3 separate regions of the Mus musculus genome follow, and regions 2 and 3 are each linked to region 1. A link is a contact called in public HiCAR-type and promoter capture Hi-C data. All regions are on one chromosome and are shown on one strand. The core of a region is the stretch at or near the end of the contact, and the rest is flanking DNA. Distances in the headings are between cores, read along the strand shown.

Region 1 (3,718 bases), core at 793-3,292:
TATGAGAGTACAGGGCTGTAAAAAAAAAAAAAATCTCATTTCCTTTTTTCTTTTGTTTTTCGAGACAGGGTTTCTTTTATATAGCCTTGGCTGTGCTGGAGGCCTCTCTTTCTGTTTCCAGAGTGCTGGGATTAAAGGCATGAGCCACCATGCTCTGCAAGATCTCATTTCCTTATTTCCTGTAAACCACTAGAAAATTGGAGAAATTTCAAGTTATTTTAAAGAATTTCATTTCAAGACCTGCCAATATTGGGAGAGGTAGCAGGAACCCCACAAGGTAATCCCCTCTTCTGTTAGAACCTGGTGTGGTGGCCTACACCCGTGTTTCTGAACTTGGGGACACTGAGGACACATTCCAGGACAACCGTTAGACTAAGCTTCATGGCCCTGAGACAAACCCACCCTGCAGTGATCATGGCCAGAAATTTTACTGGAATTCTTTGGGTATCTACATTCAGTAGGCAGAATTTGGGTGACTTATTAATACCACTGCTAAACCAGCACAACTAGAAAGAAAAACATTCAACTGAGTAGACCCACCAAGACCTTTAAAAGGCCTCTGGCTTTTCAGTGCAATACTACAGTGAGCCAGGCCTTCTCATTTGACTACTTTACTCCACTTGCAAATGAAGCAACTGATACAAGTCTAAAACACTTCTAGAAATAACCAGTTTTCTTTTGTTTTCAATCTGTAATAATGGCCAAAACCCAATCTTTAGGAGATTTTAAGGCTAAGTCTAATAAGGATAATAATGTGGCTCCTATGTGTTATTTCCACTGGGCTTGCTTATAATCCCAAACTGCTTGGATCTTGAATAATGACCTAGGACAGAATAAAGCTTCTACAATTACGATTCCTTTACAAGGCTTATTCTGATTTTTTTTTCTTTCTACCACTGCCCTCACTTTGAACTCTGCTAACTGTTCTCTTGTTCTGATCTGTGTAGCCCAGGCTAGCTTTGAACTCCAAGCCTGACTCAGTCTCTAGTGCAGGGTGTGCCACCTCAAGGAGTTCTCTTGATTTCAACAGGCTTTGTTAGTTTCAAAAAAAAAAAAAAAAAGTCACCCGCAATTTGGATCTTTTGGAAAGCAACTCCAGCACTTCCCATTCCAATCTGATTCCACTTAACCAAAAATATAACAGAAAGGGAGTAAAACCTAGTTTAAAACCAAAAAAAGGCCTTTTCGACTCCAGTCCCTCTCTAACAGGGATGGCTAACATAGCGGAAAAGAAACGATCTCAAGCAGCTTTTCCTAGATTAAAACTTGAGCATCCGGATCCTCCCCCAGACAGACACTGCGGCCGGCCTGCAGGGATCAAATGATCAGCGAGCGGGCCAAGAGAGGCGACAAGGCTGGCCTGCCACTTCCGAGCCAGGATCGCGGTCCGCAGAGACGTCCGCCCAAGCCTGAGGCCTGCGCGCCGCCGCCATTGTACGGCGCGAGCCTCAGGGCTCTGCGGGCCACCCCGCCCCCCGCCCGCACCTCCCCCTTACCCTCCACGGTCCCTGTCACGATCCCGATCCCCAAAGCCGCCTCCACGCATGGTCCCAAACGGATAAAGATCTGGGAGCGGGGCACGGATGACCGAGCTCGGGAGGGCCTGCGGCTCGGGTCTAGTGATGACCGATGGCGGCGGCGGCGCCTCCGCTGTTGGGGCGGCGGCAGGCGCGGCGCTGTCTCGCTCCGACGCGCTGTCTCCCGTCGCAGACGCCACCGTCGCCGCCTCTCTCGTCGGAGACGGGAGCACAACTCAGAGAATCGGGGTTGTTAGGACAGTCGGGAGGTCTGGTCCCGCTCAAACCGGGCGGTGCCACGGTTGAGGCGTCTCCCTTCCTTCCCAGCAACTGCACAAAATGGCGGCGGCCGCGGAGACCGCTCCAACTTAACGCTACGCACGGCCCAGACGCTACGTAAACAGCGTCTGGAGGGCTCCGCGCGACGCCACGGACATTCTCGGAACCGCTTTACGTCGGTGACGGAGATGGGGGCCCTGGTCGGCCCACCTTAAACAAGGCAATGTGCGCAACCGGCGTAGGGTTCTCGCACCGCCAGCTCTAGAACGTTGGCTGGGGGTGGGGCGAGCCGTCGGCACGACGTCACAGTGTTGGCGTCGTTGGCCCGCCCACTATTGCGGGTCAGCGCAGTCTTCGTAGCGCATTCTGTTTCGAGAATGGACTTTTCCCGGCATTCCGAGCTCAACCCGGCGCTTGAGGCCGGCCTTGTGCAGACATAATGGTAGCACTCCACGTAGCCTTAGTCAGACTTCCGGGTCTCTGGGCAGTAGAACCCAGAGAGTCTTGAGGCCGCTTTCTTGGTTCCAACGTCCCAACGCCGTGTGCCCCAAGCTGGCCACACAGCCCGGCGCCATTTCTTTCCCGTCGCTTTTCGCCGCGCTGGCGCCGCAGCCATGTTGGATGCGTCGTGTCGCTCTCTTTCAGCGGCCAACAGCCTGGCTGGGCCAAAAGACACCCTGTGTTTCCCGCGTTTCTTACTGAGGTGCTATTTTCCGAACAAAGGGTTGGCACCTTTTCCTCTGGCCGTAGTTGACGCAGAGGCCACACCTTCCCAGAGTCCTTTCTGAGGTGGGCGCCTTGGACCTTAGCCACCATGAAAATGGGTGCCTTACCCGGGTGCCCCACTGCAGAAGCGGTGGGTTTGACAGGCTAGGATTTGCAAACCCTATCCGGGGAGGGCAGGCTGGGCTAGGCCGCCGGTGCCACCCAACTCCTAGATTGCTTTCTTTGGCTCGCCATCCCTGCGCACTGCCAAGCCACACAAACTTGGACATAGTTGCTTTACTAAATTGTGGAACTGCTGGGTTCCTTGAGACCTCTAGGCTCATTTCTACCGCCGCGGAGAATGGAGGCCGGCAGACTGGAGGCTTAGTCTTGTCTCATGTCCTGAGTGTTGCTTAGGTTAGGAAAGCCAGGAGAGTAAAGAGGCGTCTTGAGAAACGGTTCATTTGTCACTTCGGCCATGGAGAGCCAGGCATTGTGCTAGTTGCTGGGACACTGGGGATCCAACACGTTCCTTGGCACAGAGCTTTATTCTCTAGAGACGGAGAGGAGACAGATGACAAATGTGTATGTTAGACTTTTGCTGACTTGGAAAAGAAAATGGTGTTGAGGCTGTGGAACAGTGCTTGCTGACCGTGACTGAAGCCCTGGATTCAACACCCAGCACCTCCAAGAACAACAGCAAAAAAACACTAAAGGGAAGGCCATACTTTAATTCCAGCACTCGTGGGTGAATCTCTTGAGTTAAACGCCAGCTTGGTCTACCAAGTGAGTTCCAGAATAGCCAGGGTGACACAAAGAAACCCTCTCTCAAAAACCAACCAACAAACACCAAAGAAACAAAAACAAGAAAGGGGCTAGAGACAAGTTGAGGAAACGGGATGACATCGGGTGCTCTCAGAAGGCATCCCCCATCTATCAAATGACATTTGAGCTGAGGTCTCAACTAAGGTCCTTGCTGCCAAGGGGGAAGATCAATTATGCAAAGCCTGAGTCCAAGAAGATGGAAGCTACTTAAAGAGCTTGGTTTCCTTGAAGGTGAAAATGTCTGGTTTAAAGTAGCGGCATAAAGAAGGACCCCTTTGACTGCAGTGCAGAGAATCAACTGAGAGGCAGCTAAGGCAGGAACAGTTAATCTAGTGAAGGCCCAGTGTACTGTCTCTTTTCTTTAGTCTCTCTGAGTTCTAGGCCAGTCTGGT
Region 2 (3,718 bases), core at 773-3,272, 2.1 Mb after region 1:
GAGCACTGACTGCTCTTCCGAAGGTCCTGAGTTCACCAGATGAGGTCAGTCAACACCCAGCACAGGGTGGGAAGGGGGTTGTGAGTTCCTCCCCCTAGATGAGGCACTAGGGCAGTAGACAGACTTTGGGGGGAGAGTCAGTTTTCTTTAAGGTGTGGCTCCTGGTAGGTCAACCACACTCCAGTCAACGGCTCCACAGGGAGGAAGATGAGGGTGGCACAGACTGTATTCAAAAGCTTTAAAGGGGGAAAAAAAAACAGTAACAAACTCAGGAATGAAGATGCCTGACTTTAATTCCAGCACTCACTTGGAAGGCAGAGGCAGGAGGATCTCTTTGAGTCCAAGGCCAATCCAGCTACAGAGAACCTGTCTCAAAAAAAAAAAAAAAATCAAAACAATAGAAACAATAAAAACAAGCTGGAGAGAGGGCTCAGTTTTTAAGCTCATTGGCTGCTCTTTCAGAGAACCAGGTTCGGTCCCAGCACTTTCATGGCAGCTCATAACCACCGTGTTACTCCAGTTCCATGATATCCCACACCCTTTTCTGGCTTTTGTTGGCACTGGCCACACATATGGTGCACAGTCATACGTGCAAGCAAAACTCCTATAACACATTAAAAAAGTAAATAAATAAAAATTTAAAAATAAAAAGCAACGCAGAGAGGCAGGGAGCTGGGAGTGGGTCTGGGAGCCCTCACGTAGGATAAGTAAACTAATCCAGACCTGTCTGAACTTTAGATGCTTGTAAGGCCATACAATTCCTGAGAACCCAGGATGGGAAGGAGTAGTTCTATAGGGGACTCAATCCACATGTATACTCCAGTTGGCAAAAGCGTTGACTTCAGGTGTCTTCTTCAATCTCTTGCTATCCACTGTATCGCTGCTGGCTGGTCAGCAGGCCATGGGAATCCTTCTGTGTCTGCTTACCTAGTGCTGGGATCACAGGCATGCTCTGTCATGCACTGGGGGGCAAAACTCAGCTTTCCATGCTCTGGCTGTACTCACTTACAGGCTGAGTCATCTCTCCTAGATTTAAGGTTATAACATCTATCCGTATAATTTATTTGTGGATATGGGGGTTTTGCTGAATGCATATGTATGGACCATGTTAGTGCTTGGCGTCATCAGAGGCCAGAAGAGAAAGTAGGATCCACTATAACTGGGTTTATAGAATTTTGTGAGTTGTTCTGGGTTCTGGGAATCAAACCTGGTACCTCTGGAAAAGTGGCCAGTAACCACTGAACCATTTCTCCAGTCCAAGGCTTTTTTTTCCCCATTTATTTATTTAGCTTGTGTGTTTGTTTTATGTGCGTGACACAAAGGTCAGGACAACTTTGTGAGTAGCTTTTTGACTTCCAGGTTTATGTTGTGGCTCAGAGATTTGAACTCAGGTAGAAAGGCTCATGGAACAAGATCCTTCACCTACTAAACCATCTCATAAGCCCCAGCGAGCAGACGGACATAGAGTTTAAGAATATTCCTGTTCCTGTCTGAATTGAAAGAGGGATTAGGCATTTCTGCTAGGCATTCCTGTCCAAGAGCACCTTTACTTCCTACCTGGGGAGAGTGTGAATTTTTGTCTGGGGCCCCTGGGGAGAGTGCGAATTTTTGTGTGTGTGGGGGGGGGGCTGGCACGTCCAATCCCTTGTGCTCAGATGGTTTGAAATTTGACTAAGAAAGGACAAAAACAAAAAACAAAAAAACCCGCCGGGCGTGGTGGCGCATGCCTTTAATCCCAGCACTTGGGAGGCAGAGGCAGGCGGATTTCTGAGTTCGAGGCCAGCCTGGTCTACAGAGTGAGTTCTAGGACAGCCAGGACTATACAGAGAAACCCTGTCTCTGAAAAAACAACAACAAAACCCTAGAAGTACCCTTCAGGAGATTTCGCATTACTAAGGCAACGACCCTTTTCGTGCACCCAGGAGAAAACTACAACTCCCCTAATCCTCACGGCTACCCAGCCCCTCCTTAATGGAGGCGGGGCGCGGGCGAGCGCGGAACCGGCTTCCTATTTCCTGCGGCATGATTGGCCCGCAGCTCGGGCGCAGCAGCCAATGAGCACACTCTCGGAGAGCGGCGAGGGCAATATGGCTTCCTGCACCTGGTGACGGTTGAGGGAATTGAATTTGGTATCATGGAGAAACCGCGGGGCACTGAGGTAAGAGGGAAAGGGCTCAGCCCAAGCGGGAAGGGGAGCCCCAAACGCCTCGCTCGGCGGACGCGCCGTTTTAGCGATGTCTTAGTGGTGGACAGTTGCAGGATTGGTAAACTGAGGTACGGAGCTTAGCCTCGGCCAGAGGCCCCCGAGGTTCCTTTTGGTCTGGTGACGAAGGAAGGATGGCAACGCCTCCCTAGCCAGGGGCAGGGAAACTGGGCTCTGAACTTTGTCTTGGTTTCATGGTTCTGAGCTTTAGGATCGTGCGGCCTGTCCCTTCCACGCGGGAAGTGAAGGGAGGAAGATCGGAGTTGATTCCTACTCCACGCTGGGAGCGTTCACGTGCTGGTCTCCCCGTACGCTCACAGCCATCTTCTTTAGGGAGGGATTAAAACAGCCCTCTGGGTCGACACAGCTGCAAAGTGCAAGAGGTTGTCACCAAGTACGTCAGTTTCCAAAACTGCGTTACGCTTTTTCCGTGGTACCGCAGCCGGTGACCCACCGCACCTTGCATTTGAAGTCTCTTGCCGTTTCCTAGCGGTAATAATTGCTAAGCTTTATTGAGCACTGTTGAGTGTTTTACGTTTATCATCCCTTCCCAAAATATTATTAAATAGTGGTGTTGTCTTTATTTGGTGGAAACCGAGGCAGTGCATTTGACTCGCTGTGCATCGTACAGCTAGGAAGCACTAGAGATCGTATTTGAACCTTGGCCCAAAGCGTCATTCTCTTTACCTCTGTCTTGCCCAACAAGCTAGGCACGTTTTTTCCTATTACAAGCTAGGTACGTTTTTATGTAGCATTTCATCGCTACCTCACATTCTGTGAGCCAACAGCTGTCGTGGATGAGAAAATTGTCCCACAGACCTTAAGTGACTTGCCCCAGGATCAGTAGCTGATTTCAATCAGAGCTCAACTCACGGCTGTGGTCCATACCACCATACAATTAGTCATCTGACTCAAAGCCTCCTTGGGATAGCCTGGGTCTCAATTTTCTCAGTCTTTTTTTCTTTTCCCTGTTTTCCTTTAAGGAAGAAAACAGGTTTATTGGATACATTGCAAGGAGCAGTGGTCTAGGCAGCAGCAAGAGGGCCTGGCAGTCTTAAATTTGTTTCTGAGTTGAGATCATTTGGATGTACATATACAGAAGAGGGAAGAAAGAGTTTCAAATGCCTTCTAGCCCAGTAAAAATTTTTTGAGGTGCTTAGGATATTTCCACATTATTGTGTAGATCTCTGATCCCTGGCAGCGTTTTTTGACCTGATAGTGGTGTGGAAACAGTATCTTTTCAATAGATGCTGTTCTTTGAAATTGGAATTTTGCTCTGTACCCAAGCTACCAGTATGAGGGGTCTTGGTGCTGAGCAGAGGCTCAAACCAACCACAGCTTGCACTTAGCCATGTGGTCATTGGAGGAAACAGTCCATTCTCTTTTCTTATTTGTTTGTTTATTTATTTATGTGAGTACACTATAGCTGTACAGATGGTCATTGGAGGAAACAGTCCATTCTTTTTTCTTATTTGTTTGTTTGTTTATTTATTTATTTATGTGAGAACACTATAG
Region 3 (3,718 bases), core at 751-3,250, 2.0 Mb after region 1:
AGTACTGGTGACTGAACTGTTAAGGCCACAGGAATAGTAGGCAAACTACCTATACAATAGGTAATGTCTCGAAGGTTTCCTTCAGTGTCACATAGAACCTTGGTACTTTCCCTATATTTGAGGATCCCAAACACAGAAGTCCTGTAATTTGAGAACCCTAAAAGCATACCCCCTGCTTTCTGCTTCGAATTGGGCTGCCCTACACACTAGACTTAGGAGCATTTCCTCACATTTTTCTAGTGTTATAATTTTTTTTAGCACATAACATTTTTTTGTCCTCTCCCATATTTACATTGAAGGCACTGCAGAAAGTGGCCTTTTATTAAGCTCATCTGCTAGAGATGGGTGGAAAATACCTTCAAAAGACCTTGGAAGTTTCAGGCAGGTTCAGAAAAGTAGTTCTCAAGGATTCTTTTTTAAGAGTGGTAGCTGGTAAGGATGTGTGGACACGTGATGGGCAAAAATGTAGGTAGGGTCTAGCCCTAAACAGCCTCCCACTGCTGTGGTCCTCCCCCTCCTAGTTTTTTAACTAACAATATCGTAATCCAAATTTTTCATTCTTGAATTAGACATTTCAGAGAAAACTTAAAGGACTAGCAATGTGACTTTGAGATATGAACTGCTGCTTTCGAGAAGGCTATGAAGAGGATGGAATGTGTGTCTACGATGAAACACAGGTGTTTGGCGGATTTAATGGGGTTCCAAAGATCAACCTGAGAGGGCAAACCCCGGGAGCTCTGACCGTGGTTTTCCTTGTTTTCGCAGAGGAGCGCCTGAGCTTTGACTCGGTTCTGCTCAGAGACCCAGCCCAGGCACCTAACTGTCCACCGACCGAAAATACGTTCTAAGTTCACCCCGGACCCCCCCCCCCCCCACAACTTCTTTCAAAACCTCCCCTTTAAAGGGAGCCACCGAGTGACGCCGGGGGAGTTTGCGGAAGCGCCTACCGCGTTGGGGCCCTTGGGCGGATCCCGTGATTGGAGCCGGCACCGCCCCCGGCGCCGCTTCCCCCATTGTGTGAGCTGCAAGGCAGAGGCCCCGCCCTCGCCCCGCCTCCCTGTTTCTCGGCCCCTCCCCCTCTCACCTCCCCCCCCCCCCAATCTTGGCTCATTTCCGGCCGCCGCCGCCGCTACCGCTATCCTGTAAGGAGGATTCGGCAGAGGCAAGAAACAACAGCCGCCATCTTGTTTGTGTGCTAGCCTGTGGGGGGGGTGGGGGGAGGAGGAGAGAGAGCGGAGAGGGACCGGGAGAGAGAGAGTGGGGCAAGCGGGACGCCCGGCTGAGTGCGAACTGCGCGAGCAGGGAGTGAGGAGGGTACCTGGCTGGAGAGCAGCGGCCGGGACCGAGACAGTGGTTGGGGGCCCCGGGGCGCAAAGGCTGAGGCGACCCTCAGTCCCCTCCTTGCCCGCACACACCCCCACCGCAGCCCGGGCCGGCGTCGACGCCTAAGGGGGGGAAACCATTACATAAGCCCGCGCCCCGCGGCGCCTCTGCCCGCCGTCCGAGGCGGCCCCCGAGCCGAGCCCCCGGCAGGCACCTGGCTGCCGGGGGGGTGAGGGCCAGGGAGGCGGCCGGACTGATTTCTCCTCCCCGGGCTTGCGAGTGGAGGCGGAGAAGCGCGGCGCGCGGAGAGGCCGCGTCGGTGGGCTCGGCGTCAGCGCGGGCTTGCGGGCGGACGGCCCTGCTTGGCCCGGCCCGGCCCCCCTGGCCCTTCGGGCCGGCGAGCTCCACGCTCGGCGTCGTCGCTGCTGCGCCTCTGCTTGTCCGCTGCGCGATGTGAGGCGGCCCCGGCGCCAGTCTGGCTCTCGGCTCGGCTGAGCTCAGTGTGGCCATTAGGGGCCGGTGCGGCAGCGGCGGCGCGGAGCGCAGCGGCAGGAGGAGGAGGAGGGCGGCTCTCAGGGTGGGGGCGCAGGCCCGGGAGGGGGCACCGGGAGGAGGTGAGTGTCTCTGGTCGCCTCCTCCTCTCCCCCTTTTTCGCCCCCGCCTCCTTGTGGCGATGAGAAGGAGGAGGACAGCGCCGAGGAGGAAGAAGCTGATGGCGGCGGCGGAGCTCCGAGAGACCTCGGCTGGGCAGGGGCTCGCCGTGGCGGGCTGGGGACTGCGTCTGTAGAGCTGTGAGTTCCCGAGAATTCGCTGCAGCGGACGTGCTCGTGGGATCAGTGTTGCTGTACCCTCCTCCCGGCCTGGTTTAGGCCCGGCCCCTCGCACTTGCCCCTACCATTTCTGTTGAGTCCGCATCCCTCTCCGGCCACCGCAACCAGGCGAAGAGAAAAAGGAACTTCCCCCCACCCCTGTTGGGTGGCGGCGGAGCTCCGGAGCCCACCCTTAGGAGCGGGGCGGGGACCCCGTTTCGGAGAAGAGATTTCCTCAGGATTCTCGTTTTTTTCCTCGGTTGTATCTCCGAAAGAATTAAAAATGGCCGAGAATGTGGTGGAACCCGGGCCGCCTTCAGCCAAGCGGCCTAAACTCTCATCTCCGGCCCTCTCGGCGTCCGCCAGCGATGGCACAGGTTAGTCTCGGGACTCCCGGCCTTCCATAGTTCCCTTCGTCTTTTCTGCTCGTTGCACCTTCATTCCAGGGTGCTTCTGTGTATCTCTTCCCATTTCCCCGGCCGGTGTTTAATTTTAAAGGTTTTTGAATGGACTGGTCGAAGACGTCCAGTAGCCCAACCATTTTCTTTGCCTTCTGATACATTCATTGCAACACTATGTCATGTCAGATCGTTGTGTGTTCTGGAATTAAGAGGTTGGAAGTGGGAGCTGCGGGGACCTTTATTGTTGGCTCCATGCAATTTAATTTGGGAAATGCCGGTACAATCGTGTGTGAGGGCTTTTATGCACTTTTACTATTTTTGTTACTGGTGAATGAGGGATTTCAGCTCTTTCTCCCCTGTTGCAATGAATTCTTTTTTTCTCTGCTTTCCCACCTTTAATGATTTTTGCTCCTGTGAGGCAGATTTTCTGTTGAGGAATGGGGGCGGAAGACAAATCTTGGTGTCTGCGATCCAAGGTTTTAAGTGTAACTAAAGTTCAACAAAATTTCATTCTTAGGTCCCCTCTCCCCATCCTTGCCTCAAGAGTCAGTATGGACCGCAGTTTATTTTATATCCATTTGCCATGAAACCAAAATGTCTCAAACTGCGTGTTGAGGTGTAGACCTGAGGCGTTTCCTTTGCAGTTTGTCACACTCTTACTTAGAAGGGAAAGAAAAAAGATGAAGCCTTTCTGGAATTAGGTACTTAGAAATGGGAGATAATAAGTTGAAAGACTCCCAGTCATGAACTTCCAACTAAAGTGATTGTACAAGTTTAAAAATGAACAGGAGGTTTTGTGCTTGCATGTTTGTTTTGTTTTGCTTTTTGGACCTTTGCAATTCCAGTTTACAAGATGAAGGAATTCTTTTCTCCAGTCAGCCCCTTTGTTAGGAGACCTGAAGGGAGACTCTCCCTTGTCTGTTCTTTTTCCTGCTTACTGTTAGTTTAGTGTTATTCTGATGATCACTGACCTGGTCCTCTCTTGCTGTCTGACTTGTTTGAGAGGCCAGGATAATGAAGAAGAAGAAGAAGAAAAAGAAGAAGAAGAAGAAGAATGGCTAGTCATCTGACAGTCCACTAGATGTTCCTCCTTACTGCAAGCATCCCTTTAACTCAGAGAAGAGGCTCCAGATCTCTCCTTCTGCCAATGAGAGTGTATAGTGGAGTTAAACGTACCCTGCAAGT

The links. Promoter capture Hi-C pulls out the DNA fragments that hold promoters and counts their contacts. HiCAR-type assays count read pairs that join an accessible place to other places.
Region 2: a promoter capture Hi-C map of pre-B cells shows a contact between it and region 1, with 5 times the contacts expected there. The contact joins the promoter of L3mbtl2 here to the promoter of Ddx17 in region 1. A contact is called at or near these places in 2 of 39 promoter capture datasets (hippocampal neurons and pre-B cells) and 2 of 115 datasets of contacts at active chromatin or transcription factors (astrocytes and thymic regulatory T cells).
Region 3: a contact with region 1 is called in a HiCAR-type map of astrocytes, with 6 times the contacts expected there. The contact joins the promoter of Ep300 here to the promoter of Ddx17 in region 1. A contact is called at or near these places in 1 of 39 promoter capture datasets (pre-B cells) and 1 of 115 datasets of contacts at active chromatin or transcription factors (astrocytes).

What each region holds. Positions count from the first base shown.
Region 1 is chr15:79,544,699-79,548,416 of GRCm38.p6, forward strand. Ddx17 (DEAD box helicase 17) reads right to left here and starts at 2,043. Exons shown (of 13, transcript NM_001040187.1): 1 at 1,497-2,043. The coding sequence starts at 1,546.
Region 2 is chr15:81,661,867-81,665,584 of GRCm38.p6, forward strand. It overlaps L3mbtl2 (L3MBTL2 polycomb repressive complex 1 subunit), which reads left to right and starts at 2,023. Exons shown (of 17, transcript NM_145993.5): 1 at 2,023-2,158. The coding sequence starts at 2,135.
Region 3 is chr15:81,584,214-81,587,931 of GRCm38.p6, forward strand. It overlaps Ep300 (E1A binding protein p300), which reads left to right and starts at 2,001. Exons shown (of 31, transcript NM_177821.6): 1 at 2,001-2,509. The coding sequence starts at 2,416.